Regions from separate parts of the Pan troglodytes genome. Here region 2 is linked to region 1. Evidence: chromatin contacts called from public Hi-C data. All regions are on one chromosome and are shown on one strand. Each heading gives the region's core, a stretch centred on a gene start, on an enhancer-like site or on the middle of the called end of the contact. The rest is flanking DNA. Distances are from core to core; before and after follow the strand shown. Region 1 has its middle 320 kb from the start of PSAT1. Region 2 holds the start of TLE4 (TLE family member 4, transcriptional corepressor).

What was found. A called contact is a pair of places that touch in the nucleus more often than the background predicts.
Region 2: a contact with region 1 is called in a Hi-C map of stem cell-derived neural progenitor cells, with 4 times the contacts expected there. The contact joins the promoter of TLE4 here to the enhancer-like site in region 1. A contact is called at or near these places in 1 of 7 Hi-C or Micro-C datasets (stem cell-derived neural progenitor cells) and 1 of 1 datasets of contacts at active chromatin or transcription factors (stem cell-derived excitatory neurons).

Annotation. Positions count from the first base shown.
Region 1 is chr11:69,095,494-69,101,044 of NHGRI_mPanTro3-v2.0_pri, forward strand. No RefSeq gene overlaps it. Among named protein-coding and RNA genes, the nearest start is that of PSAT1, 320 kb to the left of the region's middle. Within about 2 kb of position 2,863, at least 2 of the 24 cell types and tissues checked have an H3K27ac peak or open chromatin away from gene starts, as enhancers often do. A contact at or near this core is called in stem cell-derived neural progenitor cells, where this site is marked.
Region 2 is chr11:70,065,183-70,070,733 of NHGRI_mPanTro3-v2.0_pri, forward strand. TLE4 (TLE family member 4, transcriptional corepressor) reads left to right here and starts at 2,846. Exons shown (of 19, transcript XM_063787791.1): 1 at 2,846-3,746; 2 at 4,599-4,696. The coding sequence starts at 3,702.

The DNA of each region.
Region 1 (5,551 bases), core at 1,613-4,112:
CCAACTGGCTTTCCGTGAGTGTCATACTCACTTTGGACCACAAGATGCCGCTCAATAATCCGTTATGATTTAGGTCTTTTGTTACAAGCCAAATGACATTTCCATTTATTTTACATGCTCTCCAATTACATATTAAAACTTATAGTGGGTGGGTTGTGGGGAGGAGACCCTGACTCTGAAGGCACTTTTTAACTTGGATGTGGGAAATCTATGAATAATTTATTTAAGGTATACAGATGCAGGCTGAGAATTCAGACAACATAGAATTGTGGCATCCTCAGCTTCTGTGCGTGTGTGTACTTGTCTACTCCTGCCCTGCCATCTACCCAGCCCTTTTTGTATAGTCACCAGCACCATCTGCCCCCGAATGAAATAATTTCCTGCTGGTTCTCGCTAGCAACTCACAAAACAACCTATTTTTGTAACTATTCAAAATGTCAAAGGATTACCTTAAAACAAAAACACATAATCAGCTTTCTGTTTTTCAGGCAGCAATTAAGTAGTCACAACATGGCAGTCCATAGATGAAAGCTCCAGAAATAATTGTTTCCAAAGGTAATCACTGGAAGAAGATAATTTTATTTCCCAAGTCCTTGTCTTAGGCTTAAAAAACAATTCAGCATGAAGATTCAGATGGCTTTGGTCTTTAACTTTCCCATCAAATTTGCCCTACATTTAAATTTATATGTTTTAAGTTTTTTGAGATAAGATGGAATTAAGTCTTCCCCACAAATACTTTTTTATGACCAGTGTCTAAACACGAGCCAAGGTGGTCCATTTAAGAGATGGAGACTGATGATCAGAACAAACAAACATATGAGAGACTCTGTATGATGGTGAGAGGAGAGAGAGTAAGCAGCAGAAACGGGAGGCGAATGACCAAGACGTGGAAAGAAAGAGATGCTCTAGGAAAAGCCCCACCTAGTGCATTGTCTCAATCCATTCTTAGGACGGGATCAACTTGGTGGTGTGAGCATTTAGTTTAGACAATAAAAAATGGACTCTCAAAAAACTGAAAATAGAATTACCATATGATCCAGCATTCCCACTGCTGGTCATATATCCAAAAGAAAGAAAATCCTTGTATCTAAGAGATATCTGCACTCCCATGCTTATGACAGCACTATACACAATAGCCAAAATTTGGAAGCAACCTAAGTGTCCATCAATGGATAAATGGATAAAGATAATGTGGTACATATACATAATGGAATATTATTCAGCTATAAACAAGAGTGAAATCCTGTCATTTGCAGCAACACAGATGGTCCTTATGTTAAGGACAATAAACCAGGCACAGCAAAACAAATACTGCATGTTCTCACTCATATGAGGGAGCTAGAAAGTGGATCTCATGACAATTGAGAGTAGAATGATGGTTATCAGGGGCTGGGAAGAAGGCAGTGTGGAGAAGGGTATGAAGACAGGTTGGTTGATGGGCAAGTATAAACATACAGTTAGAAGAAATAAGTTCTAGTATTCAAAAGTATGGCAGGGAAATTATTGTTAACAACAATTTATTGTATATTTCAAAATAGATAGAAAAGTTACAATGTTCCCAACAGAAAGAATAATGTTTGAGGTGATGGATATTCCAATTACCCTGATTTGATCATTGTACATTGTATACAGGTATCAAAATCATATGTACCCCCAAAATATATGTAACTATTAAATATCCATAAAAAATGAATGGAGAGGCTTGTCCTCTGAGCCAGCTTTCTCATTTTTCGTCAGTCCTGGCTCTCTATATCACTGAGAGACACATCACATTTCTTTCTTCATTCTCATTCATTTGTTCATTCTTGTGAATTCAACATATGTTCATGAATAGTTCAACAACTATTTATCTTGTACTAACCCTCCACCAGGTACTGGATTAGCGACTGTGGATATGAAGATGAAAAACATTCGATTGTCAGAACTACAAGGAGAATATCACTGGAACTATTATGCAGAAAATCTCATTTTTTTCTTAAAAATATCCTAATATATAGTGGAAATGTTAAATTTTGCTGTATTTAATGTAAAAGTGAAAAAACATAGCTTCTTTAGACCAGTGATTCTCAAGCCTTCAAATGCACAGCCATCATCCAGGGATTTGGTTAGAACACAGATTGTGAGTCAGAATGTCTAAGGCTAGGCTTGAAATTGTGCATTTATAACGAGCTCTTGGGTGATGCTGATTCAGGGGACCACACTTTACGTAACAGGCTTTAGCCTGTGGGGTGATTAGTTATCCAGAAAGAGAGAAGTTTCTCACAGGAAAATGATCCACTTCTAGGTCAGAGGGAGGAGAAAACAGGTGTTAAGACAAACCTCTATAAAAGTAAGACAGGGGTAAGACAGAGAGGATCTGTTTCTGATGAATCACTCTCTGCCACCTGACTCTGTCTGCGTTTTCAGGATCAGACATATCGTACCGTACACCAGGATACAGGTTTTCTCCTAAGAGGGACACTGATCATTTCCTGCATCACTATTTTGAAACATCAGAACCGAAATGGTTTTTATGTTCCTAAAAGAAGAAGAAGAAGAAAAAGGCACCACTTTTGAAGGGAAAAAATAGTTTTCCGATAACCCCCATTAACTACAGGGGTCATTGTGGCAAAATGAATGGGATTAGAAATCTGCTAAAAGCTGCAGTATATGGTACGCGGTGACTGACAAGCCTTTCGCTGAGTAGTTACAAATGGGACTAATGGTTTAAACTTGTTAGTCATTGTCAGAGCCTCTGATCCTTGAGTCAGCCATGGAAGCTATGGCAGAAATCGATAAGGCACCACTTTCCGCAGTGAACTGCTAGACCATATAGATTGCCTGGAGGGAAATACTGAGTTCCCTCCCAGGCTGCCAGATGAAAGCAGGCAGCTAAATCTCCAGGAAGATTGACCACACTGCTCGGGGCAATTAGGCCTTTCACCACTTTGAACGATGATTATAAACGGGGGAGAGGGTTGGGAGAGTGAAGGGGAGACAGCTCTGCATGACAAACTGAAAGCTGGAAGCCATTTTGGGGAGCCTTGTCAGTTTCATGGTCACTGAGGGCATTTTTTTCCCTTTCCGTTGTTCAGATTGTTATACAGTGAATGTGCTGGGGCTGCTACTTTTCCTTCCTTTCTTCTTTCCCTTTATTTTTCTTTAGAAGCTGGAGAAGGGAAGACAGGCAGCCAGAGCAGCACTTGGTTGATGATAAACTGTAAACTGCAGCTGAACTCCATTAATCCGTTCAATCCCTAAAGCCTGGGGCCTGAGTGCGTGTCGGAGGAGGGCTTCCTGTTGGGTACATTTCAAAACAATCACATCCCATTGTTCAGTGCCTTTTTGGGTAGAGTCCTGCGAGGATGCCAAAATCATCAGCGAAAGAAAGTACATGTTCCCGCAACAATTACAGACAAGCTGCAGATTATCAGCAGGCTGCAAGGGGCAAGGTGCTGGGGCCCATTTGGCAGAGGGCTCTGCTTGGAGAGGAGCCTCATATCTGATGCACACAAGGCTGCACCCAGCATTATTATTAAGAGCGTCCAAATGCTCCGTGGCTGCCTAGGCTGCGGGAAGCCCAGATGTGCAAGAGAAAGGAACTGCAGGAGATGTGCAAAGCTTTGCCTTGGTTCTGGGCAGAAAGGCAGGGCAGCTTAGCCTCATGGCAAAGAGTTTCTGGCCTCTTTCTGCTTCATCAACTTTGTATTTCTGCTCAAATTTCAACTGGCGATGCATCTCCATTCCCTTGTTTCTGTTGTTGAGTTCCATTCCCTTTCTAACATTAGCTTCATGATTGATTTGTTTAATTTTTTTCTTTTCTTATCAGGCCCTGGCTCCTAGTCCACTGTTGACTTTAAGTTGTACTGTAAACCACGTTCCGCTAAGTATTGTTTAACTGTCAAGTGGATGGGGAGGCAAGATGTTGTGGGAGTAATCCCAAAGTGCTGCTCTGTGGCAGGGCTGTCAGTCAGAGGTTCTTGGACCATTTCACCACCCTGGTGACTGCAGTCCTTGGTGGAGACTGTGGAAAAGTCTGTTTTTTTGAGGATTGCTTGGTGCCTGGTGCCTGGCATTTTAAAGATGTGTATACCAAGAATTGAAATGCTGAAGTTCATTAGGAAACAAGAAGGTACTTGGAGGGAGTGAGTGCTGCCTGTCCTTGATGGTGCTCATCTCTTCCATGGCAGGGGGTGGGGGGCGATTCAGGGGGATTGTTTGTTGCCATTTTTTGTTGCATGGGAAGAGGAGCTGGGGCCCAAAGAGGCAACTAATGGGCATTTTTTGCTCATCTTCAATTCACTAAGCATCCATGAAACATCGCCTGCTGTCAAAAGACCTTAGCCCAGGTGGCTCCCAGTCAGATGGGAAGCTTCATATTACCTATTTACGATCCCACGAGGATGGATTGACCCCTTATGGCCCACGGAATGTACAACATCAAGAGTGAACCCTAATGTAAACTATGAACTTTGGGGGATAATGATGTGTCAATGTGGGTTCGTCAGTTGTAACAAACATACCATACTGGTGGGAAATATTTTTAATAAAGGAGGCTGTTATGTGTGTGAGGGGAGAGGGTACATGGGAACTCTCTGTACGTACTTTCCTCTCAGTTTTGCTGTGAACCTAAAACTACTTTAAAAAATAAAGTCCATTAAAAAACAAAACAAAACAAAACAAAAAAACTGAAGAGGGAATTATAACCACTGTCCAAATATTAATCACAATAAGTGAAATAAAATGAAGCAATTTATTTGATTTAGAAGATTCTTTTATAAAGTAAGTGAATTTGACCTTCCTCAGCCTTCTTTATGGCATGAAATGAGAATTCTTTCTGCAAATCAAGTACATTTAAAAGGAAATATTAACTCTTTTAGGCAGCCAAGGAATTACCTTAAAATACTTAATAATTAGAAAACTGTTAAATCACAGAATAATTTATTGAATTTGGGAAAACTTTTTCAGTCCTAGAAAGATAGTTGCTTTAATGATATTCTTTTTAGTTACCAGGTTCATCTTAAATTATAGTTTTACTGGGGTATTCTAGAGTACTGGGATGGAATGTGGGCAATGTGGATTGTAGTTCTGATTCTACCCCAGGGCGTTTTGGTGAGCAAGAACTTCCATCTCCTTGCCGCTTGTTCTTCACCTGTGAAATGGAAGACTTCACTAGCCAATATATTGAGCTCCTATGGTAGGGAAAACGATAGCTTCCCAAAGAGTCCACACTAGAATCTCTGGAGTCTGTGAATGTGTTATGTTCCATGGCAAGAGGGATTTTGCAGATGTGATTAAGATAGGATGTTAAGATAGAAAAATTATCCTTTTATCCTGGATTATTTGTGTGGGCCCAAATGTAATAACAGGATTCTTAAAAGATGAGAGGTGGGCAGAGTCAGAGAAGGAGATGTGACAGTGGAAGCAGGGTTGGAGTGAAGCAATGTGAGAAGAACACCAATCTGTCATTGGTGGCTTTGAAGATGGAAGGAGGCCATCAGCCAAGGAATGTGGGCAGCCTCTGGAAGCTGGAAAAGGCAAGGACATGACTTCTTCCTGCTGAGCCTTCAGA
Region 2 (5,551 bases), core at 1,596-4,095, 970 kb after region 1:
TAGTGGGAGCAAGCAACTAACCAACCTTAGAATAAAACATGGTTGTTGCTGGTGTTCTTAGAAACTTCGCTGTCCTCGTGTGCAAATTGTATCACTAAAGTCTTCTCACTTTTGATTCTTGGGAAGGTTTCAGGGCAGGGCTGTCTAATGGAAATATGTAAGCCTCATAATTTAAAATCTTCTAGGAACAAAGTTAAAAAAGTAAAAAGAGGCTGGGCACGGTGGCTCACGCCTGTAATCCAAGCACTTTGGGAGGCCGAGGCGGACAGATCACCTGAGGTCAGGAGTTCAAGACCAGCCTGACCAACATGGAGAAACCCCGTCTCTACTAAAAATACAAAAAATTAGCTGGGTGTGGTGGCGCATGCCTGTAATCCTAGCTACTCGCGAGGCTGAGGCAGGAGAATCACTTGAACCCAGGAGGCGGAGGTTGCGGTGAGCCGAGATCGTGCCATTGCACTCCAGCCTGGGCAACAAGAGCGAAACTCTGTCTCAAAAAAAAAAAAAAAAAAAGTGTATGCCTGCAGTCCCAACACCACTGGAGGCTCAGGCAGGAGGATAGCTTGAGCTTCAGAGTTTGAGGCCGGCCTAGGCAACACAAGAAGACCCCCATCAATACAATAAATAAATAGAAACAGACAAAATTAATTTTACTAATATTTTTAACTGAGTTATTCAAAATATCACAATTTTGACATAATTATAAATTATTGAGCTGCAGTTTTTTCACATTAATTTTTTCAAAATGCCACATATATGTGTACTTACAGCACATCTCATTTTAAATTGGACACATTTCAAGTGCTTAACAGTCACATGTGGCTAGGTATGGAACAGCAGAGGTTCAGAAAACTGTCAAAAGGAGTTCTCTGTCCTCTTATTTTGGGGATGGAGGCGAAAATATTTGCCGAATTGAAACATTCTGTGAACTTTGGCTCTGGGTTTTTAGTATGAAATTAGAGGCAGGTGAAGACCACCATAGCCTTCCTTTGCACCAGCTCACTACAGTGGCCAGAACGGAAGGAGGTTCACAGAACGTGCTAGGTTGGACATTAAGTCACCGAGTCATCCACTGAGGAAAGGGATATCATTAAGAAGAATAGTTTTCCACTAACGCCGAACCGGCGGCACCATCTCAGCCAACAGGTCAAGTTACAGTAGGCAAGCACGCATAGAAATAAACGTCTAAAACCCAGCCTGTTACATTAGCCAACACTCTTCTCGACTTTTTCCGAATTTTTTCCCTGTCCCCAAGATTAGACGCTCGCTAGGAAAGACTGCGAGCCTCAGCAGCCTCCCCTTGAACTGGGGCGCTGCCTCCAGCTGGACACGGACTAAGGATGGAAAGGCGCACTGACGGGGGCCGCCCCCATTTCCCAGGCCCCTCCCTAGGGGTGACCCTCCTCAGCCATGGCTGCCCCTTTCTCTCCTCCTCCAGCATCTGCCCCTGGGGCCACCCCCACCTTTCCGCCATCTCTCGGGCCCGCGTGGCACCCTGCTCTGTTTTTAACGGGGATAAACTTGACTCGCTTCTCCAAAGAGCGGGAAAAAGAGGCGCAGTCTTGGTACTGATCTGGGGGAGGGAACGTCCCAGGGCGCGCAGGGGCGTTTTCTACCCGTGCCCCGTCGGCCTGCTCTGTTCAGTACCGACCGTGTGCGGGGTTCACGTGGCCCAGTCGGCAAAGTTTCTTTGGAGGTCCAGCGTCTCTGATTCCCGGATCTTCAGCCCCACCCGGAGCCCCCACGGTTACTGCCCCCCGCGACCCCCGATGGAGCGTCGGGATGCGCTTTCTCTCCGAGTGCCTCCGGGGGTGGAGGGAGGGAGGCCTGTTTCGGAACTAAATGGCAATCACAGCCCCCGCGGGGCTTGGAGGGACGAGCTCCACGCCCACCCCGCGGCCCCGGCCCCAGCCAGCATCTCGCGACTCCATTTCTGGCTCTAAACAAGAACGGGGACCGAGTCCGCGTTCACACGGAAAATTATGCCGGCTCCAGCGGCGCGTAAAATTGATGTGAACCGAACGAAGTAAGATCAGCGTGATCCTCCCCCTCTTGTCTCAACAGGGGTTTCGGCGCGTCACACAAGGCCGAGCTTGTCTCTTTAAGGAGACATTGGACCCTAATTAGTCCGCATTCCTGGCGCGGCTGCGGAGCGAGGGGCCGAAGGTGTCTGGGTTGGGAGACGGGTGGGCGGGAGGACGAGACTCGGAAGAAGATCTTTTGACCAGCCCTCAGGCTCACCGCTCCCTCCACCCTCTTTATTTTGCCGCCACCACCACCACCACCACCACCACCAACACCTAATTCTGAAGATGCAGCCAGGGCAGCAGCAACAGCAGCAGCCGCCGATTCTCCCAGCCCCACGTTACTTTGATTGACAGCTGAACAAATGTTTTCCCGGTTCGAACGCTCGCGCTAAGGAACGTCAGCCAAGGCGAAGCTCCGCCTTGGGCGGGCCATCTCCGCCCCGCCTCCGCCAACCTCATTCCTCTTCGTTAATTGGTCGGAGCTACAGGCGACGCCCGGCCCCCACGTGGGTTTCAGCTGGGTTGGCTCCTCCCCGCTGGCTTGCCATTTGTCAGCAGTGAAATGATGGGCACTAACACAGAACGGCGATTAATGTTCAGCCACCTCTGATTGGTTGCTGGAGACGCCTACCGCAACGGGGGTGGGCGGGCCGCTTGGAGAGCTCGCCAGAGCGCTCGCATGGCGGGCCGGTGATTGTAGTCAATCTGGCCGTATTCTCAGGCAGGGTCGCCCGGAGCGGACTACATCTCCCGGGATGCTGCGCGGCCGCCCCGCGGAAGATTGTGAATATGTATCAGAATGTTAATGATTAGCTGCTGCTAAATTTGGTCAAAGAAGTCACCTACACAGAGCGTGTTGTTAGAGCTGTGCTGAGCGGGTGTTTGGGTTGTTGGCTGCTTTCTTCCCCCTTTCTCACACACTTGTATATTATTTTGAGGTGGTGTTCGCAGAGTTTGAAAGGAGAGAGAATTAAAAAAAAAAGCCGCAAGCGTTTCACTCTTTTATTTTTATAATCCCCTTCAATTTGGGGTTAAAAAAAAGACAAGAAAACAGGAAGGAAGAAAAATAAGGAAATGAGATGTGGTAAAAGAAGCTAAAAGGTGCCTTTTAAAAGATCGTTGCTGTGAAGTGAAAAAAATCTCCAGAGAAACCAAAAAGCACCGCCGAGACCTCTTCCGAACCAAAGGAGTTTGTGTTTGCTTTTAGGGAAGAAGAAAGATCATTCATTCGGAGGAATAACAACCAATTAAAAGACAAATAAAAAAAGTTTGGAGTGGGACGCAGAGCGAGCGAGAGGAGCTGCCGGCGGGCGGTGGGGCGCGGAGCCCGCACTTTCCCGGCCGGGTGAGCGGCGGCCGCGGCGCCGGGCTCGGCGGGTGCGCCTCGGCGGAGCGAACGTCGGAGCGTTGCCTTGGGAGACGCGCGCCGGACAATGCCCGCGGCGGGCCAGTGACGCCCGCGGGGAATGCGGAGCGGCCCGGCAGCCGGCACCCAGCCGCCGCCGCGCGTTCCTGCCGCCCGTGTCACGCGAGACCCGGCGGGGGCCGGGACCGCCCGAGCCGCCCCTCAGACCGAGCCGGCCGCCTCCGCTGCCGCGGCCGCCTCCTCTTCGGGGTCATTAAAGCCAATGAGCCGCGCGCCTCTGCCGAGCGCAGCCAACTAAATCGGCTTGGATGATTCGCGACCTGAGCAAGATGTACCCGCAGACCAGACACCCGGTGAGTGCGGGCGGCGGGGCGCGGGCTCGCCGGGTGCTGGGGGATTCCCCGCGTCGCCCCCTGCGCACCGAGTTGTGTCTTTTGGCCGGAGGGGCGTGGAGAGCCGCCCGAAATCGGCGCCCCGCGCCGGGAGCAGCCCGCCCGCCATCACCCCCACCCCCCGGCGCGGTGGCCCTCGGAGGGGGTGCGGAGAGGCAATTGAGTTGTAGCCATTTTCTTATTGTTGTCTTTGAAGCCCCTGGAAGCCGCGCCGAGCCGTTTGCGGTCCCCGCGCCGCGACTCCTCGAGGGGGGGTGGCGAGCGATGAAGGAGGCGCGACTCCGCGCCCGGGCGGGGAGGGCGCCCTCGGCAGCAGCGCTGCTGGGCTGGCTGCGGTTTGGAAGTGCGGGGCGCCGGCCCCTCGCGCCGCGGGCCCCCGGGGCGAGCGGGCGAACGAACGAGCCGAGAGGGTGGCGGCCGCCTCCCTCCCCCGGCCTGACCGCAGCCCGACGCCATGGCGCGGGTCCCCCCGACGGGCCAGTTTCGATTCCGGGTGAGGAGGGAGTGGGCGCGGCGCGCGGGTCCCTGGGTGCCTGTCTTTGGCCGGGGAGGGGAGACGGGACTCGAACCCTCGGGGTCCGGGGCGCGGGGGCCTGCGGGCGGGAGTATGCGGGGCCCCAGGACCACCTCGAAACCAGCCTCTGCCTGGGCTGTTGGGCGCGAGGAGGGTTGCGGGAGGAGAGTTTTAATCTCTCTTTTTGCCTGCGTGCGCGATGACCCTCACCCCCCGCTAACGCCGCATGGTATGTTTTCTCCGTCTCCCTGTTTCGCCTGTGATGTGGGCTAATTAAATATTTTATTGTTGTTCTTCAGGCACCGCATCAGCCTGCTCAACCCTTTAAATTTACAATTTCCGAATCCTGTGATCGGATTAAGGAAGAGTTTCAGTTTTTACAGGCTCAATACCACAGGTAACGATATTGACTTTAGCTGATCCTTCTGTTTGCTTAGCTCTTGTCTCCCCGACAAATACACACAAACACTTACCCTCCTCCTTTTTTGTGGGGGCGTCACAAAGGTATTTTTTTTTTTCTCGGTGGGCAGAAAGGGCAAATCAAGGCCTCCTTCCTTAGGCAGGTGTAAATAAATTAAACATTTCTTCTACCGTAAATAAAAAGAAGGCAGAACAATCGAAACTGGGGAGACTTGGAAAACGCTGAGGCCAAACTTTCCATATTGATTTATTGGGGCCGGGAGAATGAAAGGTTGGGAAGATTCTGGGGCCTTTTGACATCCTTGGTTCTTTATTACTCCGGACTTGATTCCTTCTCACTTTTTTCTGCCATTCCACTGAAGAGCTGAGAGCCCAGGGAAGTCGGAGTGAGCGATTTCATTACTTTTATGCTAAAAAAAAAAAATTGTTTTCATCTTATAGACGATTTTTAGACTTAGGGTGCCTTTGAGACATTTTTCTTTAGCTGGCTTTTTAATGATGCCTAATTCTTATTTCATAAATGCAAGAACCAAAACAAACCACTGAATCCGATTGACACTTTGCCCCTGGGTGGTGGTATTCAACTTGTCTGTGTGTTTTGGAGGGAAAAAAACAAGATATCATTCATAAGACATGCTTGATTCATATTTTCATTAATCTCTTTGTAGAACATTAAAGAAATTCCCTTGTGACGTTTTGGAGGACTTATTTGTGCTTGTATGTGCAGTCATTATTGAAGTTTATTTTCGTGTTTGTTTTATTAAGTGAATATTCAATTCTGGAGGAAGTTCCTGAATTAAACTGATTAGAGGATTTGTTTCCTTAAAACTTA